Regions from separate parts of the Mus musculus genome. Here region 1 is linked to region 2. A link is a contact called in public HiChIP or PLAC-seq data. All regions are on one chromosome and are shown on one strand. Each heading gives the region's core, a stretch centred on a gene start, on an enhancer-like site or on the middle of the called end of the contact. The rest is flanking DNA. Distances are from core to core; before and after follow the strand shown.

The links. HiChIP or PLAC-seq counts read pairs in DNA pulled down with a chosen protein or histone mark.
Region 1: an H3K27ac HiChIP or PLAC-seq map of microglia shows a contact between it and region 2, with 4 times the contacts expected there. The contact joins two enhancer-like sites. A contact is called at or near these places in 1 of 484 Hi-C or Micro-C datasets (embryonic stem cells) and 1 of 115 datasets of contacts at active chromatin or transcription factors (microglia).

Annotation. Positions count from the first base shown.
Region 1 is chr11:62,024,794-62,029,326 of GRCm38.p6, forward strand. It overlaps Specc1 (sperm antigen with calponin homology and coiled-coil domains 1), which reads left to right. Exons shown (of 15, transcript NM_001281818.1): 2 at 4,460-4,533. The coding sequence starts at 4,483. Among named protein-coding and RNA genes, the nearest start is that of Gm39988, 23 kb to the right of the region's middle. Within about 2 kb of position 2,603, at least 35 of the 459 cell types and tissues checked have an H3K27ac peak or open chromatin away from gene starts, as enhancers often do. A contact at or near this core is called in microglia, where this site is marked.
Region 2 is chr11:61,644,605-61,649,305 of GRCm38.p6, forward strand. No RefSeq gene overlaps it. Among named protein-coding and RNA genes, the nearest start is that of Grap, 6.4 kb to the right of the region's middle. Within about 2 kb of position 2,702, at least 82 of the 459 cell types and tissues checked have an H3K27ac peak or open chromatin away from gene starts, as enhancers often do. A contact at or near this core is called in microglia, where this site is marked.

The DNA.
Region 1 (4,533 bases), core at 1,353-3,852, 380 kb after region 2:
GTGGCATCAAAATAAAAGGCTTGAAATAATAAAAAAAAAAAGTTCCCGGGAAGACCCTCCCTCCATCTCCCATCCTTTCTCTTGAATGAATTCCTACATTCAACTCTAATTTCTTAATCGATTTGACTCTTTGTATTGTTTATGGGGAGTTTAAGAAATCAGAGAATTAAGGCTAGAGACCTTCCCCACCACCCCTTCTGGTTCCTCTGTGCTTGGCCAGAGACCACCTATTCATTTTCTGTCCCTAACTCACATCCAGGAGAGAAGCCTGAGTCAGCGAGTGTGCTCACCTGTGTTTATCTTGTGGCAGCCCAGATTGTCTGTAACCAGTCCTAGGCTGAAAGCCATCTGCCTCTGTGTTCGTTTCCCTCTCTGCTTCCCCGTGCCCATGTTTTCAGATGAAAACAGGCTGTTCTGTGTACAGGAAGAACACTTGCCTGGTAGATCTGGCAGCCTCCTGTTCCGAAGATTTAATGGATCTGTGGCTGTGCATTGTCAAGCTAACAAGCAGTGCCCCGACTGGTATAATTGACAGAAGTTTCTTCTGTTGCCTCTTGTAACATCATCTGATGCTGAGAAGTATAGAGTTCAGACATCCCAGACTCCTAGTCAGCAAGGAGCTGGACCCACTGTGGGGATGATGCACGGTGCTCCTGTTTCTCATGTGGGCAGAGATTATCCGGATGGCCTGTCTAACCTGGTTTCAACCTTGGCTATAGATGAGTTCTGTGATCTAGGCAAGTTGCTTGACTTCCCTGAGTCAAAGGAAGTGTTTTAATTTGTTAGAGCTAAAACGGGTGCCTTATAAACAAGTGAGAGACACTGCTTGCAGTTGTGGAGGCCCAAAAGTCCTAGATCTTGGCTGGCAGATTCAATGTCTAATGGGAGTCCTCTGTCTGGTTCACGGTATTACCCACTTGATAGAAGGACAAAAATGTTCCTTCAGGCCATTTCTGTAAAAGCTCTGCTCTCCTGACCAAGCTTTCTCCCAGACGTCCCACTTCCTAACAGTACCACACCTGGTACTGTTGGTTTCACCTTGTGAATTTGAGGAATACACCAATACTCAGATGATAGATAGCACAAGGCAATACCACCCAGGGCTGAGATAATTCACATGGGGCATTAGCCAGCACCTTCTACTTGCAGTGGAATGGCATGGCTGCCCTATCTGTCTGCCAGCACAGGGACTCATCCTCCTTCCTTCCTTCTTGCTGTGACTGTTTTGATCTTGTATGCTGTCGTCACTTCTCTAGGCTGATACTGCCAGGTCACTCCTGGACATATTGTCTGGCACTTGCCCTACTTGTGAGACAGAGAGAAGTGGGGGGGGGGGTCCTTAAAAGTGATGGAGAATTTCCCAGCTCCCATGTCCCTAGTTTGTAGAGCTAAGGTACCAGACAGAACCATTGAGCAGCAGAGCTATCCCAAGCCAATGGCTTCTCGGTCCCTTTTCTCGTGAACTCAGGATGAAGTTCACAGACAATGGGTGGGTGAGTTTGGAAATTAGAGTTAGTATAGGATTTTAGGTGGGCACTTGAGAGGAAAACCGAAGGCAGAGCCCCTGTAGAGCAGGAGGGGCCCCCAGAAAATGTGGTATTATCGAGCAGCTAGGCTAGGGGCTTCTTGTAGTACTTAGAGCAGAAAGTGCATGGGGAGATGAGCTGGTCAGCCCAGTTGGCCTGCCCATGGGTGTCTGGATGTTTCACAGTTTGACTCTATCTTCACATATGGTCTAGGCAGTATGGCTCACACAGATTGTGTAAAACAAGAGAATTCCCCTTCTGGCATTTCTGGCCTGTAGCCAGGACAAGACGGAAGACACTGTTGGCTTGTGCTCAAGGACAAGAATGGTGGTCCCTGTTCCTAAAATGTTTGATCTCTTTAGATATCCTGCTCTCATCCCCGGGGATGACTCTGCCTGGATACTGTGGGTGAGATGTTAGTGATTCATGACAGAGCATCTTGAATTCTGAAAGCTGGAACTGTCAGGAAAGAGGCTAGCGGGTGGGAGAGTACAGAAGGAAGGGTGGAGTACAGTGGAGAAGACAGTAAGAGTAGAGAATGACAGACTCTCAGAGAGTAGTGTGGCGGCCTTACCTGTGAATAACTTTATCAGATTCCAAATATTTGAGGAGAATAGAGAAAGTGATGTGGCAAGAAGTGATTGGAGAAGCAGCAAAGCAGGCAACCTACTGACAAAAAACCATGTTAAACTCCTCAACTCCATCCAGCCCTCAGATTTGTTACCAGAAATTGAGAGCTGAGCTTATATATTTGAATTTGGATAAGATTGATTAATTAACTGATTGAGTCAAGAAAATGGTAGGGAAACGTCCATCTTCTCCTGGTCGCTTCTAACCTCATAGTTTTCTGGGAAGTAGACTAGGGGCTTTGTCATCTTAAGGTAAGTGTGGCAGGTTTGGAAAGCATATGCCTAATGGTGTTCATGAAGTAAGCCCTACACTGTCACTTCTAAGTAGTTCTAGTAGCATAAAATGGGATGTTGGCTTAGTGGATATTTTGTGATATTAAATGATCTTCATGCGTCAGCCCGACAGGGCCCTGGTTAGATCGTAGTCAGGCTGCCTTAGCTCATTCTATACTGAGAGAGTATTAATGAAATTAGTCACTGCACAGGTCTTAACCTAAGGATTCTTTTGCTGTTGCCGTGGAAACCAGAAAGAAAAACATGGGCTGAGAAAGAAAAATAATCAGCACTAAACATCAGTAAAATACTTTGGCAGCAAGCCGCTTTTCTTAATACTGAATTTTTAAGAAATCGAGAGGCCCAGAACCAAGCCAAGACTAAGAAGGTTCTGAGCAAGTCATGAAACTGAGGTCATGTGTCACTGTCCTCAGGAAAAAGTGTGGGAAGCAAATGGTAGCCCCCTTTTTTTCCTTTTACCAATAATGAATTCCTGTGTGTGTGTGTTTGTGTGTTTGTGTGCACATGCAAGTGTTTCTAGCAGTGCCAGGGATGGGACCCAGGGCCTAGCTTACAGCAGGCACAAGTTTGAGCTGTGCTGCCGAATCTCTTAACAAAGGATCTCATCATTAGCCACGTTGACATAGCTGCAGAACATATCAGCTAAACAGGGCACCTGTATCTAGGAGCCTAATCACTTTGCTTAAACAGAAAGAGGAACTGGGTGGCTCTGGGAGAGACAGATATTGTCTGCTGAAATGGTTTCTTCTGGTCAGGAAAGGGACAGGGATGTGAAGTGGTGGCAGCCTGATCTGGGCTGCAGAGCTGTGTGTGGTTTATCCAGGGGTCCTGGGATGCTGTGAGGCAGAGGAGACCCTCCATTCTGAGTACCAGCGACCACCCCTTAAGGGTGGTTAGTCAGAGCCTTGTGTCCCATGAGACTGGTTGCTGGAATTGCTTGTCACGTGTGGGTGTTCTTTGAAAGGATGGAGCACTGTGGTTTGCCATACCAGACAGAGCTCAAGAGGATGGGCAGAGGCAAGATGGTGGTAGAAAGATTGAGCCTTGTGATGCTGTTGACAGCAGAGACTGAGGCTTGGGTGATGAGAGTGATCATGGAGAACAGTTGATGGCTGGACCTGGGATGCCCACTCTTCTGTCTTGATATTCGGAGTTTTCTCCTTGGTCTTCAGCTACAATCTGCTATCATTTGTTTGTTTGTTTTGTTTTGTTTTGTTTTTCGAGGCAGGGTTTTTCCATGTAACAGACCCCAGAGCCCTGGCTGTCCTGGACTTACTGTAGACCAGACTGACCTTGAACTCACAAAAATCTGCCTGCCTCTGCCTCTGGAGTGCTGAGATTAAAGGCATGTGCCACCATGCCTTGGAAGCAGGCATTTAAATCTTTTTTTTTTTTTTTTTTATTTTTTTTTTCATTTAAATCTTGATACAAGCAGCTGGAGTGTGTGTGTGTGTGTGTGTGTGTGTGTGTGTAAGTACACATACACGAGTGTGCTGACAGATTTGTAGCGTAACACAAATCTGTTAGGTGTCTGTGACAAGAATAAACTATCAGTGGCTGAAAAGTAACGTCAGAGTATCAGTCAGATTACATATATATTGTAATAAATCATTAAACACCCATTCAGAGAGCCGGGCGGTGGTGGCGCACACCTTTAATCCCAGCACTTGGGAGGCAGAGGCAAGTGGATTTCTGAGTTCGAGACCAGCCTGGTCTACAAAGTGAGTTCCAGGACAGCCACAGCTATACAGAGAAACCCTGTCTCAAAAAACCAAACAAACAAACAAACAACCTCCCCCAAAAAAACCCAAAACCACCTGTTCAGAGGTGTAAAAACAAGCAGCACACAAAGGTAGCATTTTAGGAATAAAGTGTTCTGTACCTGCCTAAACCCTACCACCATTCTGTGGTGGCATCTGTGAGCTTGGTGAATGGAGTTTGTAAAGCTTTATCATATCACTCACAAGTATAATTTTGGAGACATGTGTTTTCCCTTTTACCCTCCTACAGAGAGAAGGACTCCTCGGGACATCATGCGGAGTGCCGCCAAGCCCTGGAGTCCAGTCGCCAAAGCAGGCAGCCAT
Region 2 (4,701 bases), core at 1,452-3,951:
CTCTGGCCTAGCATGTATGGAGTGAGGAGAGGAAGGGGAGAGGGAGGAGGAGGAGCCAAGTATGGGCCTCAGGCACTCTTCCTTCAGAGAAGGCAGGTTTATCTGACTCATTTGTAGAGTAGCTTATGACTCAGAGAATTCTAGAAATGGCAGTTAGTGGGGGCTTAACAGCTGCATGTAGTCAGGGAAAGAGACAGGGAACCCTGCCAAAATCACCTCCATCCGGGGCCTCCGTGGGTCTACCCAAAGCTGTGCCTGCCGAGGAATGAATAATCCACTTAGTAAATAGATATGAAAACAATAATAATGAGTTCTGCAGGAGGCACAGTAAGCCTAGCATTCTTGTTCCTGACTAAAATGTTCTGAAGCACAAAACCCGAAACAACAGGAAAGCACAAGCCAAACACAGATGGCGGAAAGTGTCCATGATGTGGAGCTAATAATGCTGGGCTTTCCAGGGACAGAGCTTCAAGCAGCCACGGTCCTGTGCATGTCGCCAGAACGAAAGGGTTGTTTAACAAAGCATAAAGAAGTAGAGGTGCATTTGAAGATGGCATCATGTCACGTGGAGAACATCAGGAAATGGGAAATACTAAATAAAAGAACCAAGTAGAGATGAAAGAGAAAGTACAATTAAAATTTAAAAACTTGGCTTGGACGGGTTGTGAGTAGGCTTGGATGAGCAGAAGGGAGAGTGTGTGAGTCTAAGCACAGAGGGTCAGAAGCAGTGATGCAGACAGAGAGACAGACAGAGTCAGAGACCGACAGAGAGACACATTCAGAGAGAACACAAGCTAAGTAAAGAACAGACAGAACGAATGAGCAGAAATGCAAACAGCTTCAGCCAAACATGAGCACCCTTTAAGGTGTCACCTCTCATCCCATCCCTAATTAGCTTATCAGATGAAAGGGTGGAGAAAGAAGAAAGGGAAGTAATCAATAAGTAATGACAGCAAATGAACTGGAGAAACAGCAACCTCTATACCCAGGATGACAACAAAGTCTGAGACCAATGCAAACCACAAAGAGAGGTGGTGCCCAAAATGCTGAAAGTCAGAGGCTGTGAGGAAATCTTCAAGGCAGCAAGAGAGAGAAAGAGACCTTACGTACAGGGAGCCCAGTAAGACTCACCCCTGACTGTCAGCACAAATCCCAGAGGACAGAAAGATGGCACTTGTAAGTGCTCAGCGGGGTGGGGGACGGCTGAGAACCCTACATCTAGCACAACTGTCTTTCCAAAAAGAAGGTGAAATAAAGATGTTCCCAGATAAACAACAACCAAAACTGTGAACGTGTTGCTAGCACAGCTGCCCTGCGGGGAACTTTGGAGAAGCCAGTGGCACTGGACAGCAGCAAGCTTAACTCAGGTAGACAGACACAGAGAGAGTTAGAGGAACAGCTAAAAGACATTGGTACGGGTAATTATAAAAGGTGGTCGGTGTGGTGGTTTGAATGAGAATGGCCCTCATAGGCACATATATTTGTATGCTTGGTTCCCAGTTGATATTTGGGAAGGTGTGGCTTTATTGGAAGCGAGTCACTGCGGAGTGGGCTTTGAGGTTTCAAAAGACTAAAACTATTCCCAGTCTCCCCCCACCCCCGCCCCTCACCCCTCTCCAACTTGTGGATCAAAATATGAGCCTGCCACCATTACTTTGCTTGGCCATCATGGATTCTAACCCTCTAAAACCAGAAACCCAAATTAAATGCTTTCTTTTATAAGTTATCTTGGTTATGGTGTTTTATCACAGCAACAGAAAAATAACTAATACAGAAATAAATTTTTCTCCTGTCCTTTACTAAGTGACACACGGTAAATTAAACATTTGCCACATCACATATATGCACACATATATGGTAGGGCTTTAAACATATGGAAGCCTAATATATTTGTCAATCTCAGCACCAAGGAGGTAGGTAGGAGGAAGTCCACAAAGAGCTAAAGCAATACAGTGAGGTAAGCTACATAGCATTGTAGCTGTGGTTGTGACATTAGTAGAAATAACAATACACACAAAACCCACACAAAGGAAAGGGGGTGTTATTAAATACTAATATTTCTAGGCATCACTTGTTACAAAGAAACAAATCAGAAGGAGGAGATGTATCTCTGTGCGTTTGAGGCCAGCCTGGTCTACACAGTGAGTTCCAGAGCAACCATGGATGCAGAGTGAAACCTTGTTAAAAAAAAAAAATCTGAAAGGAGAGACCAGTGAGATGGCCCAACAGGTTAAGGTGCCTTGCTGCCAAGCCTGACAACATGAGACCCACGTGGTAAAAGGAGAAATTCAACTTGTCTTCTGAGGTGTGTGTGTGTGTGTGTATGTGTGTGTGACTTATGTATGTGTCTGTATGTGAATGTGTATGTGTGTGTGTCTGTATGAATTAAAATCTTATACTGTTTACACTAGTCAAAAGGAAGCCATAAAGAATAGTGGAGGGCTGGAGAGATGGCTCAGCTGTTAAAGGCTAGGCTCACAACCAAAAATATAAGAATAGTGGAGAGGCAAACCTTGAGCCATCTTGGAGACTGAATAAAGTTAGAGACACAGTTCAGCTATATCAAATGTCTGAGTGGTTGCCAGTGCAGGCTTGTCTGGAACACATGATCCTCCTGTGTTATAGCTCATACTATAGATAAACTTGAGGGAGGACTAGGCATAAATTAAGATGGGGAACTCCATAATGGGGAGGGTTTTCCCCCGTGGGGTTTACTCTCCACTTCTATTCTTACATGGGGTTTTCCAGGTGCTTCATGGGTAAGATGTGTGTTGGGAGTAGGGGTTTTTGGTTTCTTTATTCTGTGATCTTTTGGAGACAGGGTTTCAAATAGCCTAGGCTGACCTTGAACCTGCTGTATAGCTAAGATTGGCCTTGAACTTCTGGTCCCCATACAAGCCTGGGATTACAGGCTTGTACCATGACGCCTGTCTCTTTTGTTTAGTGTTTGTTGAGACACTCTGTAGTCTCAGGCAGCCCTTGAGCTCATAGCGATGATGATCCTCTTGCTTCAGCCTCCTGAGCGCTTACCACAGGGTGTGGTGAGGGTGGGCAAGAGATTTTGCAAGGGTAAAGGCAGGGAAGGTATTAAAACGAGGCAAAGGACAGTCAGCCGCCAGAGGCCATGTGCGCCTGAGCCAGCTCTGTGGTTACATCACCGTGTGCTCCCTTTCTGTCTGTGGACTTGTCTAGCCAAGCTCATGTGTCACGGGGGCTTTGTTTCATGGTTCCAGTAAGGAAGCTAGCTGGTAGCTCTGGCCCCATTCTTCTGCCTCTCCGTGGTGGTCATGGGGAGCAGGGTGGGTCAGGGGGAGGCTACTAGAAGGGAAGGAAATAATTGCTTTTTAAGTTGCCTGGCAAACAGAGGACAGTTTTAGGGCTCTCTTGTGCAGGTATACAGGTGTTTGGGGCCTCCTCATGGTCATGTGTCCTTTTAATATATTCTGGGAAGGGCATTTTGTGACATCACAGGGCCACTGACTAGACCAGCAGGCTTCTGCATATATTCATTCTCAATAAGCTGGTGCCAAACTGTCCTGATACTGGGGCATTTTCTGATGCCTAAGTTAAGCAGTTTGTCTTTAAGAGACTGACACACAGGCCCTAGTCAACTTCATGAGGACCCAGATCATCTCAGCTGTAGGAGACAAACTTAAACCTACTGTGTCATGAAAAGGTGGTAACCTGAGGTTTCAGGGCAAAAACCCTGGACTGCAGGCAGCCTCAACAAATCAGGCTTGGTTGCCTGGTCCTAACACAACAATGGGGAACCAGAGTGAAAAGTAGAGACTTCACTGTGGTCACATTTAAAGAGGAGATAAAGAGTCCAGTGGCCTTGTCTGGTTTCAGGAGGCTAAACAGAGGAAGCATCGGGGCAGGAAACAAAACCCGTGCTTACTCATGCAGTCCTGGCAAGGTGCACTTTGGCTGCTCATCAGCTCTGCCCTGGCTCTGCCAAGTAGTCCAAGAAGTCTTTATCGTTCAAAGGGATGGTGGGTAGCTGCCCTCCCCTTGGGTCCTACGGACTTATGATTGCTGGGGGCAGATTCATTCCGTAGTGTGAGGACACTCATTAACCAGTCCAGATGTTCAAGGAATCCAAGATGGCTGTGAGGAAGAGGCTCAGGAGGGATTGAGAGACGGCAGGCAACAGAGCTCAGGGATGATGAGTGGAGCTGGGCCTATAGCTACTTCTCATCCTTGCCAGCTCCTGATGGCCCATCCCCCTTCCTACGCTGTGCAAATCAAAGTGTTCTATGGTATCTCTGAGAGTTGAGCCGTGTTCACCCTCCCGTGAAGAGCCAATGCTCAGCCCACGAACTGCCTTAGCCAAGTGCAGTCGGCAGCCTGGGCTCCCCGCCTTCAACACCCAACTTCTGCTGGGGAAGCATTCTCCACATCAGATTGGGGTGGGTGGGTGCCAAGCCCCAGCTATTTTGTTCTGAGGCTAGAAAGCCTCGGCTGACAGTGAAGCAGAAAGAGGGAGCTTAACTTCCTGCCACCATGAGTCTGTGGCTGGTGGGCAAGGGCAGGGAGCAAAGGCAGTGGTCCTGAGGGGGCCTGGATGGGTCACTTGGGCCTCAAGAGCAGACCATCAGTCCATGCTGTCCCCCTTCTTTGATCTCCCCTCAACTGTTCTTTTTTTTTTTTTCTAATGTGCCTTGTGTGTGCACGTGCACGTGTGTGGTAGGTGGCTCACCA